Linked DNA regions of Gossypium hirsutum: region 2 is linked to region 1. A link is a contact called in public Hi-C data. All regions are on one chromosome and are shown on one strand. Each heading gives the region's core, a stretch centred on a gene start, on an enhancer-like site or on the middle of the called end of the contact. The rest is flanking DNA. Distances are from core to core; before and after follow the strand shown. Region 1 has its middle 16 kb from the start of LOC107954107. Region 2 has its middle 8.6 kb from the start of LOC107904440.

Region 1 (7,130 bases), core at 1,253-3,752:
GACAAAGGGTTTGAAAACCTGCGACTATTTTTAGCTTCTTTATTATTATTGTTGTTGCCCTAATTTCTACGGTGAAAAGCTTGTTTAAGATTTTGGTTTTGGTGAATAAGACATTTCATTAATGACAAAGAAAATCAAGCCAGTTCTTAATTTAAAACCTCGCACAACTCGACTTTGGTAGAGCGGATAAGGAATGCCATGGATGATGGCATCAGCCCAAGAAACGTTGCACTTTCCATTGAAGGCGTTGATCAGACCTACATTATCATGCCTCTCGATTAATTTACAACTAACCCTCACTGCGTTGGCTTCGTTGATGACATTCCCTTAAGAGTCTCTGTCAATGGCGGCAATTCCTGCCATTTTGTCTGATGGTCTAAACGCAGTATCGGAGGATAGATGTGAGTATAAACTCCTTTATCAAAAAATGAATAAATTAATTCTTGCATATTAGATAAAAAGTAAATTAATTATTTTTATTAAAAATTTCATCAATTTTTATTATTAAAAATGAGTATGACTAACAAAATAACTAAACTATTATACCTAGCATGCTACGTGTACTTCATTTTTTACATATAGAAATTAATTTTTAATAGTAAAAATGGATGAAATTTTTAATAAAATGACCAATCTGCTCTTTGATCTAAGGTAGGACTAATTTATCTATTTTTGTAGTAAAAGAAATAAATGTAATCTAACTCCTAATATAAAAGCCTCCATAATACTTTTACCTGATTAGATACATATTAATACCTTATAAAACAGACACGTTTCTAGCTTTAAAAAATAAACCAGCAGCGTGTAGGCAATGAGGCCACATCAACACTTTGTCCTGCTTGGCTAAGCATACCGGAAAACAATACTTCGCTACTCAATAATTTATAATATGTAACATCAAAAGCACCCTAAAGAAAAATTAGATACGAAATTTCATCAATCTTCATAACCAATGCCCTATTTTGTGGAAATTTCTTTTTATATATTAAAAAAATCTCACTAAAAAAGAATTTGAACTATCCTCATCAAAATTTTTTCTTTGACATGCATTGAAAAGGATATATAATACATGGTATCTATCACTCTATACATATACAAATTTTGTAGCTAGTGCAACTTGTATGTGAAAAAGAAAAGCAAGAAAGTTATTATCACCATATAAACTAATCAAAGGAATTTAGAAAGCTACTTGGCCTACTTCTCAAGCTCCCTCCCTTCTTTAAGAACAAAATATTTTATTTTATGGCCATTAATGATTAGAAAAGCTTATAAAAATACTTAACTAAACAAATGAACTTTAGGAATATTTACATATGTGCATTCTACATGGTTTAGGAGGCTTGGTGGTGCTTCACAAAGTCTGGACAATATATATAATATTAGTAAAAAGTGATGAGATACTGCACCAACAAATTCTGAAAAAGTAGTCAGTTTACAAAGGCCACACATGTCATAGATTGTCCCTATGTGTAATACAAGGTCATACTCGCACTCCATGAATTGTTTATTTTCTTTCTTTCTTTCTTTCTTTCTTTGGGTTTTGTTTTTTTACTTTTAACTTCTATTATTACTTCATGATGATATTTCAAGATTTAATTCTCTCATTTAATTTTTTTTTACATTTCATTCGATTAATTTTTAATTTATAATTGAAGTCTAATTAATAATATCATAAACAAATTATGTTAAAGAAAATTACGTGACATTTTTAAAATAAAAAAAATTGCTCAAAATTAAAAAAATGTTAAATCTAAGTTTGTAAGCACTATTTCAAAAAAGCAAATGAAAGTTACTGTTTTTTTTCCTTACATGACTTGTGCTACATTTTGAATATGCCACTTGAGCAACTTTTTAATTTTTAAAAGGTTAGATGGTCTAATTTAATAGAATTTCTTTGATAGCCTTATTCATTGGATTTTAATTGTTAAACCAAAAGAGTAAAGAGAAAAATAGTAGGACTAAATTTTGAAATGTTCAAAGCATAGGGAGTGGGAGCAGAATTAGGCCTATTTAAAACCCATGATATTGTAGTCTTTCTTCTGTTACTTAGTAAATCATTTCTTTAAAAACTTTTTTTGGTCCTAGTTTATAAGGAAAATTATTATAGCTCCCAAATCAAAGTCATTGTCAGAGTCCAACTCATAAATATAATTGCCATTTAAGCTGTTCAGAAATTTTAAACCAAAATTTTAGCTAGTATTATATTTGTTGATGGAGTCGAGCAGTTCAACTGGCTCTACGCACTTCGCTAGAACTGGGCTAACCCTTGGTAAGTATTTTTTACTCTTGTTTAATCTAAATTATAATATATATAATAAAAATTTAATATTAAATAAAAATGAATAACATAAAGTACAGTTTCACTATCTTCAATCTTTTTACATATTGTTGAAATTAGTTCAATTCTTATTCTATTTTAGTACCCCTAAATACCTCTAACTAGTCCGACAGGAAAATAGTTGAAAGAAGTCCAACTCATACATTCTATGGCTATCAACTTCAACTTAAGGCCCAAATTAGATTGGGTCTGAGTTAACCGTTCACATGCACATTAACCTTACTCCCCAACACATCCTTAGAAAATAAGTTCCCCAACCAACCTTTGAATATTGATTAGGATCTTTTAGGGGCTCCCCTTGATTTGGAACAAACTTGACACTAAGATCCATAAGGGTTTCCATTGGTTTATAGTCTAGCATCCCTGTTCCTCTAGATATCCAAAGCTTACTTTCTCTAAGAGATAGTAATGCATGTTGTTGATTGAGCCACCTTAATGCTTGTTGTTTCATTGTTTTCTGCTTGGAAACTCAAAGGGGCTTTTTGGCTAGCTCCATGGCTATACGAGAGAGCAGAGCTTGTTGTCTTAATTTTTGTTGATGGTTTTGTGTGTGGCCATCTGTTTTGAATCTTGCTTTGGGCTTTTTTTTTATTGTCTTTTACTCTTGTCCTCTCTTTGCTCTCTTTTGAAAGTGAGTTGGTCGGTAAAAGTATTAGGAAATCTTCTATACATGTTTTTGTCTTTCTATTAAAAATTTTTTTAATAAAGAACTAATTTGTGCATTTCGAAATGTATAATGACTAATTTATTTAGTAGAGACTAAAATACAACATCTAATTACAAGATTTCCTTAATACTTTTACCCGAGTTAATGTTATTTCAAAATATCATAATCATAAATTATTAAATATTTCAAATTTATATATGATATATAATACGTGTTTAATGTATTATATTAATGATTTTAATTGCTTTGTATTTTTTATGCATCATACATGTTCCATACTTACGTATTTGGACTCTTTAATTATTATACTTATGGGTGTGATACCACAACCACTTTCTTATTTACTTAAAGTAAAGAACTCCATGTTTAAAAAAAACAATCAATATTTCAATGTTGAAATCATTTAAAAATAGGTAAATAGAACCTTTAACTTTATAAAAAAAAGTTATTTTTTCTTTTCATTTTATTTTTTTTAGTTTTTGAATTTTCGTTGTTTGTTCAATCACCCCAAAATATATGGAAAATGTAATATTTTTTAATTTTGTTGACGTAACATACACATAGATTACCACATGAACCACGCGGATGCCACATCAGTGAGTAATTAATTTTTTAAAGTTTAAAATTTTTAAAATTTTTAAAAATTATTTTAAAAATAGAAATTATATAAAATTATTTTTTAAATATTTTTAATTTTAAAAAATAATTAATTGCATACATGTGGATTGCCACGTGGATGCCACATCAGGAAAGTTAGCAAACGTTGACTTTTTCATCCATTTGGGATGAATTGACAAACAATACAAGTTTAATGGTTAAAAGAGGCGAAAAATTAAATGAAGAGTTAAAATGAATTTTTTTTATTTTTGTAAAATTGAAGGGTCAAATAAATAATTATGCTTAAAAATTATAACTATATTTGTGATTAAGGAAATTATTTAATACACTAACGGTGGAATCTTTATACTTCATAAATTAGGGGTTGACAAATGTGAATATAGTAAAACATTAAAATATATATATATCATTTTTTTGAAACTACTTATAAAACAAAAACAAAAAAAAAAACATTATTAGTGTACCAAATAACCACACTCATAATTATACATGATTTGCTCCAGAACCATCTTGATTTTGTGGGTTGAAAATGTCTTTTGAAAAATTGCACTAAGTTTGGAAAGGTGATCCATAATTTATGTAATCATAGTTTAATATCAAACCTCACAAATTATTAATTTCAATTTTATAAAAAAATATATAATACGTCATATTAAGGGCTCCAGATATTAGCTATTTCTACTAACAATTCTGAACCCCATAGGTATAACAAATAAGGCTATAAGCTTATCTAAAAAAAGACTGGTACGTTTATGTTGGAATGATATGATATGTATATAAATCCACAAAAATATTAAAATTTATATAATATAAGTTATCAATTTATTAAAATTATATAAATATAAAACATTTTAGATCTAATTATGAAATAAAATTATTTAAAATAGAACATAAAGTCTTAAGAATTCAAAACAAATGCACACATTATCTTACTGTGCGTGTAAATACCTAACAGGTTACCTCCTACCACCAAGAAAGTTGTAAAATAGCACACGCGGACCTTTAATAGAGTCGGCAGCTAGTGCGTTAGTGATCACTGCCCATAATATGAATATCTTTGTGTAATTTATCTATTGAACATTGGCCAGCTGTGTTACTACTATGGTGTAAGCAAATCATCGTTGCAAGACCCTGAAAGTACCTAATTGAGAGGAAAGGTCCCTGTCAGTGACGTCTCCAGCTGGGCAGCCAGTGATTGAACTTTCCAGGTACTTGGTTGTTCAAATTGACAACCTAAGATGCCAAACTCCGCGTTCCTTCCTTTATATTCATTTGTCTCTCTGTTACAATATCACGCTACTATGATTGATGCATCTCTCTTTATAAACAGCTATAAATATACGACCCCACTTAGAGTTTCATTCATCAATATTGCTCCCCTTTGGCTTGACAATGGAAGCCAATGTAGTAGTAGAAGGGAGGTCGGCAAACAGTCGGTTGGCGTTGGTTAAGGACTCGATAGTGAAAATAAGAAGCAAGGTGGCTGAATTTCCAGGGAAAATGAAGAAAGTAGCAGAAGATGATCCTAGAAGAATTGTTCATTCGTTTAAAGTAGGATTAGCCATCACCCTCGTCTCACTCTTCTACTATTTTGATCATCTATATGTTGGCTTTGGCAGCTCAGCAATGTGGGCTGTTTTAACTGTCATTGTCGTCATTGAGTTCTCTGTAGGTAAGCCTCTAAAATGATCACATCACATGAATCAACCGAGTCTGGAAAATTACGTCCAAAACATGAAAGCTTGTTTGTTTTAATGTAGGAGCAACTCTTGGCAAAGGCTTAAACAGGGGATTGGCAACATTTTTAGCTGGAACACTGGGCTTTGGAGCTCACCACTTAGCTAACTTGCCTGGACGGGAACTTCAGCCTATATTACTGGGAATCTTTGTGTTCATTCTAGGTAAAACAACATGATCCAAAATAAAAAAAACGCATATTTTGAACAAGCATCAATTTATTTTATTATAACAAGTGAAGTGAGGACTAATTCTGGATTGATATATACAGCTGCAACAGTGTCGTTTATACGATTCTTTCCACGAATGAAGGTCAGATATGATTACGGGCTCCTTATATTCATGTTGACCTTTTGCTTGATATCTGTTTCTGGTTATCGTGATGAAGAGGTGCTTGAAATGGCTCATAAAAGAGTATCCACTATTCTAATTGGTGGATTTACGGCTATTTTTGTCTGCATTTTCATCTGCCCCGTTTGGGCTGGCGAAGATCTTCATAATTTGGTTGCCAACAATCTTGAAAAGGTTGCAAGCTTCACAAATATTTCAACATAAAACTTGCATATTGATGCCACTTAGTTTGCAGGTTTTGGGGATGAATACTTCCGAAAATCAAGCGAACCAGAGTCAAACAAAGCATCATTACAAGTATATAAAAACAAACTCAATTCAAAGCAAAGCGAAGAATCTTTGGTGAGTAGAAGAACTAGTTAAAAAAAAAACAATTAGGAACCGACCAACATGATAAAAAAAATCAAGATGCAAGTGTCATACGATATTACTTAAGGATTTTATTCTCGCTCGCAGGTTAATTTTGCTAGATGGGAACCCCCACATGGGCTGTTCAGATTTCGCCATCCTTGGAAACAATACCTGAAGATTGGAAGTCTCACTCGACAATGTGCTTACAGAATTGAAGCCCTTAATGGTTGCCTCAACTCTGATGTACAGGTACTATAACGTCAAACAAAGTCCATATCCAAAATGTTAAATATCTGGTAATTTTTAACATTGGCATTAATCTTTTACAGGCCTCACCAGAAACCTGTGGAAATTTTCGAGAAGCATTCATCAAAGCAAGTTCAGAAACAGGGAAAGCTGTCAAGGGATTAGCATCAGCTATGAGAACAATGACTCTACCATCAGCTGATTGTCCTCAAACCACAAAATCGAAGAACGCAGCTGACAACCTTAAATCGTTGCTCAGAACAGGGTTGTGTCAAGGCATAGATATCGTAGAGATTATAGAAGTGGGGACAGTAGCTTCATTGCTGCTTGATGTTCTTGCTTGTACTGAAAAAATTTCAGAGTCGATTCATGAATTAGCCTCTCTAGCGCATTTCAAGAGATTGGAACCTGATGAAAAAGATGGGAAACCAGATTTAGATAAGCAGAAACAAGTGCGGCAAAGTTCTAATAGCATTGCTTCAAACCATCATCATCATATTATTATAATTGAGTAGCCATTAACTTGAGAGCAAACATGTTTGTGACTGAATTGAGTATACTTAATTTTTATAAGAAAATTTTGTGGGTGTTGGAGGGGAAAACTCGTTTGAGCTAAGTCTGGAGCATCATCCAACTTTTTTTTTTTAATGGAATACGAATATTTTTGGACTGAATTTTCTACTTTTGAATAGAAAAGTTCTTGTCAACTTCGCAACGCATTTTGCATCAAGTTAATTCGAGTTTGGGAGCGTTTTAGTGAAGACCATCACCATCAATACTGGAGTTTTGAGTTAAAAGATTTTGGAAGTCTCTTTAACTACC
Region 2 (7,130 bases), core at 2,737-5,236, 160 kb before region 1:
ATTATATTTATTCATGTATAATAAAAAAATTGAATATAATTTTAGTTTATTTTATCTACAATTTGTTTGCAACTAAAAATTATGATTTCTTTTTATTTACGCAATGAATAGTCATTGCCCAATAACCAAATTATGGTATCCTTGCATATCAGTCTGCAAGTAAATGAATGTTTTTTGGGTAATATCCTGGCAAGTCATCACCTGATCAATAAATTATAATTTGGGTTGGTCATTAAATAAATATTGAAATTTTAACAACCATAATAATATTATTAAGTACACAAAATAACCTTTAATAGTTGAGAATTAATTAAAATATTTTTATAAAATTAAATTTATATTGTCGTAGAAAAGAAAACTTTTACCACCAACAAGGACCTAAATGATTATTTAGTATTTCGTGGTGACTTTTAATGTTAATGTCTTTTTCCTCGTAATGACTTACTTATAGTTTTACTGTAAAAAATAATTGTGAATACTTTTTAACAATTGCGATAAATACAATAATGGCGAAAGCATTTCTGTGACGAATTTAAATTTAACCCCTCTAAATTATAATAATGGAAATTATGTGTGTATAATTTTAATAAATTATATTGATTGGATACAAAGTATACCATTTACAAAAACAAAAAATTATTTCTTTCATTACATATAAAAATTAAATTCTATATATTGAACTTTAAAATAATGTTAAAAATAACATAAAATATTTATCATATTTAATTTTACAATATTTTTATCAAACATATTTATAATTTTTTTATAAAAAAATATTATAGTATAATTATATTGTTAACCAAATTAAATATTTTTTATACACTTTAAAAATGGTTTAAACAATAAATAAAAAAAGGTTTAAAAAATTCTTACAAAACAATTTGTAATTTTAAAAATATGTAAAAGTTTTAAAAACATTTTAAATAAAAAAATTTAAATAGTGCTTAAGTTTCATAAAAATAAATTTAAACAATTTAAAATTATAAACTTATTATTATATATTTATAATTTATTTTTAACATTATCTTAAACAAATTTGATCTTTTTAACAAATAATATTATTTATAAAAATTAAAATATCTTCATCCATGTTTAAACTATATAATTTTTTTAATAATGTTACATGACATAAAACTTTCGATATGAAACTTAAAATTCCATCCTAAGATGTGTTAAAAACAACAAATATTAGTATAGAAGAAACACTAAATCTTTGATAAGAAAAAGAAAGTGCTTTTAAGTTTAGTTTACTGATTATAGTACTTAGTAGGAAAAGGAAACAAAAGAAGAATAAGATGAAAAAAAATCCAATAATCAAGGAGAGGAAGAGGGAACAAATAGAAAAGGAAATTCAATGGTGAAATAGATGAGAACATGAAGAGAAATAGACAATAAGAAAATGGAAAGTTGTACTACATTTATTATTAGATTAACAATTCCAATGAAAATAATTTTTTTTATAAGCCTTCTTTACTTAAAGTCTAACTATTCTTACATGAGAACTCTTCATTTTGTCCTCTAAAAGGAGCTATTTAATACAAAACATAGGAAACTCAATAATTTTCAGTTCATAATCATTACTGGAACACGATTTAGCAATGCAATCAGCTACATTGTTTGCTTCTCTAAAACCATGTTGGACTTTGACAATCCAGTTTCACTTGCATTCTTCTTTTATTCTTCGAACCAATGACATCGATGATATTACCTCTGAGCTATCTTTGAGAAAATCAGCTGCAATTTTGTTATCACACTCAATTATCGCCTTGGAATAACCTTTTGACATAATACCAAAAATAGCCCTTAACGTTTGGCTATTTGGTCACTTTGGCCCTTTATAATTTTTTTTTTGGAGCACTTTTAATGCCTAAAGTTTTTTAGTCAAATTGATATGTTTTAACGGATATGCTGTCGTGGTTGTTAATTGACTAACGATCAACATTAACCGCTGATACAGTAGTCTAAATATAATTAAATGCTGACAAAATAGCACAAACGTGAACAAATGATTTTAAAATTATTTTTTTGAAATATAAAATTATTATATTATTTTTTGAAATATAAAATTATTAAAATTATTAAATGCATATAATTTCCAATTTCCACAATTTCGTTTTCCCCATTGTTTCTTTCCATCGTTCACCATCATCGTCGTCATCTCCGATCCTCTTCCCCATTGTTTCTTCCTTCCACAGTTTCTTGAATATTTAACTTGAGATTTCATGTAAAAATATTTGAAGATTTCATGAGAGGGGGAAATATAAAAAATCGGAAAGATCAAACATTCAATTTGAGATTATGCAAATCAACGAATCAAAATTATATAAATACAAACACACCAAAATAAAAAGAAGAAAACTGAACATCACCGTTGAAATCAAGAATTCTTGGTAATCATTTTCTTGGACAATTTTGTTTCCAAAAGAAAAGAAATCTAGTTTTTAGAGAGAAACCATGGACATCATAAAGTGAAAAGACATTACCTCGCTTGTAAACAAAAAATTGGAAGTACAAAAAGAAATTGTAGCAGCTAGAGAAATAGAGAAGAGGGTTGATTTCTTCATGGTTGGGAATAATCAATCTGGTTCAAAAGACCTTGATAGAAGCGGAAACCAAAATGTTATTATCTTGGATGGGAACTTAAATAAGTGAAGAGAAATGGTGAGAAAATATCGGGTTATTGTATTGCGGGGGTTTTGGGCGTGGTGGTTCAACAATGAGAAAGTGGGTTATAATAGGGACAGAGGGTGATGGTAGATGGGTATGGCGGTTCTGTTAGGGGGCAATGGGTTTGGTGGGAGGCCATCTTATGAAAATGAACTAGAGATAACAATGATAAAAATGAACTGTTAAGGGGTAATGGGTTTGTTAGGGGACAATAGGGGCCGATAGTAGTGATGAAAATGAACTGGAGATTCAGTTGAAAAATGGAGGCCATCTGAAGAACGGAAAAGAAAATCGGAGACAAGGAAGGTCGAAGCTCAAGGATGGAATTTGAGGTTTTCAAAAAAAAACAATGAGGAAGAAGAAACTGTGGAAGGAAGAAACAATGGGGAAGAAAATTGGAGACGACGACGATGATGGTGAACGATGGAAAGAAACTGTGGGGAAGAAGAAACGGTGGAAATTGGAAATTATATGCACTTAATAATTTTATATTTTTTTAAAATAATTTTAATTGTAATAATTCATTTTACCCGGGGCCCAAACCAAATATTAAAACCAAATTTAAATAGTCCACAGTCCAAATATATAGGCCCAACATGGCCTAAATCGTTTTTAACTTGAACTACCCAGACACAATCCCAAGCCCAATAACAAAACCCAATGACAAACCCCAAACAGAAACCCTAAAACTATACAGCAGACCCACCCGTTGCACACCTCCAGTCGCCTCAGCCAAGCACGTGCTGTGCCACCGCCTCCGTACACCGCCAGCTGGCCTCCGTACCTGCAAATAGGACGAAAAAACAGCACAGAAAAAACATATATTGTATTTTTTTTATTTATTTCGGATATTTTGGCTATAAAACAAAAGGAAAGACCTTTGTAATTTTTTTACACGGAGACAATACGAAATCAGTAAAAAAATACCAGAGAAAAAAAGCCATTAAAGTTTTGAAAAGTGATTTGAAATCTCATTTTTTTTTCGATTTCTTTTTTCTTTTCTGTTTCTTCAATATTTGTTTGTTATACTTGTTGTTTGTAAAAGAGAAATAAAGAAGAGGTGAGGGATTTATCTTTAGGGTGGTGCCGATTGAATCTCTGTTCGCTTCTCGCAATCGGAGCTTGAACAAGAATTTTAGGGATCGAAAACGGCGAGGCGTCGAACAGCGGAGGAGAATAGGGCTTTGTTAATCTATTTTAAAACAGTCAAATGCATGTTTAGGATTTTGTTTTTTAGTTTTATGAAGATGATAAAACGGTACTGTTTAAGCCGGTTTCAATGGCTTCAAAACGATACCGAATCGGCCATACCCGATGACTCGACCTTGATGCGGCTAGATCTGCGTGTTTTGGGTCTAAGATAGGATATTTGCGCCATTAATCCCTCTGCTTTAGTTCATGTTTTAAATTATGTTTTCTTTATTTTTTTAAATTTGCCCAGTTTGTTTTGGATTCTTTTGTTCTAGTCCCTTTGAGCTCAGCGTTTAGGAAGCCTGGGTTAATTTCCCTATTGGTCCCTCAACATTTTTTGTGCATCTATTATTGTCATTTTATTTGAATTTTATTTCCAATTTTAATCTATGCTTAAAACTTTACAAAATCTTGCCAATTAATATATATATATATTTAGACTTCATTTACTTATATAATTTCTTTTGAAATTATAATACATACTTTTATTTATGTATTTAGTTTTAAAAAATTCAATTATGTATATTTATCGTAAATTATTTTATTTATTTCAAATTGTATATATCATTTGTACTATATTGTTTATTTATATATATTTATACATATTATTGATTTTAATTCTGGTTTTATATTAAATTTCATCTACATATTATCAATTTCAAGTTATATATTATTTGTTTTTCTTTCTAAAACTATTATTATTTATTCTATATTTTTCTATAATATATATCCTGTTTTGTTAAACATCTTTACATATATATCTTAGGTTTTATATTTACACAATATGAGTGGAATAATGTATGTGTAACTTTGAATATTTTATAGATAATTTATTTAAATTTGTTCTATACATAAATATTGTTTTATTTTGAATTAATTTGTATACTAGTTGTTTTTTTAAATTAGTTTATATTCTTTAAATTGCCTTTATATCATTTAAAAAAATTCTTTTGTATTGTTTGCTTGATATTGTTTTGTATTATTTCAGATTTTCACATTACTTATCTCATCTTGATGTCAATATAAATGTCTAGATAATATTTTTTATGATTATCGTTATTGTGTATATTGAATTTCTTAGTTCATTGATTATTTGTTGTTGTCAGTATACGTTTTGTTTGTAAATTATTAGTTTTCGTTGTATATCGTCATTTCATTGTGTTTGGTTCGTTTAAAAGGTTACGTCCAATATCATTGTAATATCCCGAAAATTACTACTGTAATACACCGAAAATTATTACAGTAAGAAAGTAGGTATCCCTGATAGTAAAATAAGGAAATAAAGTGACAAAAAAGAAAATTTTGAGTTATGACAACATTGGAAATTATATTATGACATATTAATTCAAGAAAGGATTAAATCGCAAAAGTGAGAAAAGTTTTGTTGCCCAAGAGTAATACACAAAATTTGATGGATTAAAGTGTAAATATGAAAAAGTTGAATGACCAATAGTGTAAATATTTTTAGGGTGGAATAATCTAGAAACTAAGGAAAATGGATGAATTAGGACTAAATTGAAAAAGTGAAGAATTTTGAGGGACTAAATCATAATTTTACCAAATTAGGTGATGACTCAAGGAGGGAATTTTTAAAGATTATAAAGGGAAAAATGGTCAATTAGAAGAGAGAGAAATCTAGAAGGCAATGATGATGTTGGTGATATTTTAGATTAATTAATTAAATAAATATTAGTTTATTAATATTTTAATTTGATTTTTAAATGATATTTTATTATTTTATTATTATTCTATTTAGTATATATATGAAAGGAAAGATGAAGAATCTTCATCTTCTTCCCATGCATCCAACGTATGAAGAGAAAAGAAAGAAAGAAACTTTCTTTTCTTTACAATTTGATCCTTTCACCAAAAATTCACCACTTTCACTTAGAAATCAAAAGAATTTTCATATCCATCAAGAGAGAAAGATAACAAGGAGACTATGGGGAGTTAGAATATCAAGTTAGATTCCAGAAATAGAAGCTGGAGGAGAGAGAAAATCAAGTTAAAGATTGAAATTAATAGGACAAGGTAAGAACATCAAGATTTCAATATATTTTTAAGTATGTTATTATTGAAAAAGCATGGAAATGACGTTATAGTAGAGTTTTCTTAAATAAAGTCTTATGTTCTTGATATATTAGTGAAGAGAAATAAGAGAAAGTGATGGAAAATATTATAGAGAAAATGAATAAGGAAGTTATAAACTTAGTAATCAACATCTTGCACTAAAATAGTTTTGGACAGTAGTAGTAGGTTAACTTTGAAAAATCACCATAAATTATGGAAATCTAATTAGAGAGTGAAAAAAATATGGAATTAAATCTTATTAAGTCTAGTTTCTTATAGAAGAAACGGTGTAAGTAATGGAATTGTAAATCATGAGATATAATAAATTATGCGAGACAAGGTTAAAATGAATTCGGGTTCCCCTATTCTGACTTTGGAAAATTATAAAAAAATTGGAGAAAAATAATTATGGGCTTAAATTTATATGTTTGAAATCCTGAATGAGTTTATTTTCATGAGAAACAAATGGGAACATCATCTGGATCCTATACCAGGAGATAATTAATTTTTAGTGAAGAATGGTCGGAACTGTCAGACAGCAGAACATGGATGAATTTAAAGAATAAACTATACTTATTTGTTAAACCAAAAATTCTTAAAATTTTTTAGTAAAAATATATGTGAGCCTAGTTTTAGAGAAAATTTACAGATCTCAATTCAGAGTTACATATCTCAAGATATAAATAATTTTGTGACAATGACTCAAGTGAACAGCTTTGAATGAACAAATAAATAAATAGTGAAATTATAGATAATGTTACATATAAGCATGTTATATACATTAAGGATGTGTAATGGAGAGGAGGAGGAGGAAAATATTTGATTATTCAACTAGCATGAGTTTTCATTAAAAATGGCTAATTTGCATGTTTTAGGTTCAGGGACTAAATTGAATAAAATTAATATTTTAGGGGTAAATTTGTAAAAATGTCAAAAAGTGACCAAATTGCATGAAATGAATTGTTTTATTATTTAAATTAATAAATTGAATGAAATATTAATTTATATCAAGATTGGATGGAAATTCGAGGAAAATAGAAAATTACCAAAATGTCCCTAAATTTTGGTATTTCTGCAATTTAGCCTGGTAAGTTCGTGTAACTTGAATTATATTCTTAGATGATTGAAATATATATATTGGATTGAGAAATTGATTTGGTTTGTGGACATGAGAAATTGTGAATTGAATGAAATGGAAATGA

Evidence for each region. A called contact is a pair of places that touch in the nucleus more often than the background predicts.
Region 2: a contact with region 1 is called in a Hi-C map of leaf, with 3 times the contacts expected there. The contact joins two enhancer-like sites. A contact is called at or near these places in 2 of 34 Hi-C or Micro-C datasets (both in leaf).

Annotation. Positions count from the first base shown.
Region 1 is chrD07:16,646,198-16,653,327 of Gossypium_hirsutum_v2.1, reverse strand. It overlaps the pseudogene LOC121219432. Among protein-coding and RNA genes, the nearest start is that of LOC107954107, 16 kb to the right of the region's middle. Within about 2 kb of position 2,502, at least 4 of the 9 cell types and tissues checked have an H3K27ac peak or open chromatin away from gene starts, as enhancers often do. A contact at or near this core is called in leaf, where this site is marked.
Region 2 is chrD07:16,811,382-16,818,511 of Gossypium_hirsutum_v2.1, reverse strand. No RefSeq gene overlaps it. Among protein-coding and RNA genes, the nearest start is that of LOC107904440, 8.6 kb to the left of the region's middle. Within about 2 kb of position 3,986, at least 9 of the 9 cell types and tissues checked have an H3K27ac peak or open chromatin away from gene starts, as enhancers often do. A contact at or near this core is called in leaf, where this site is marked.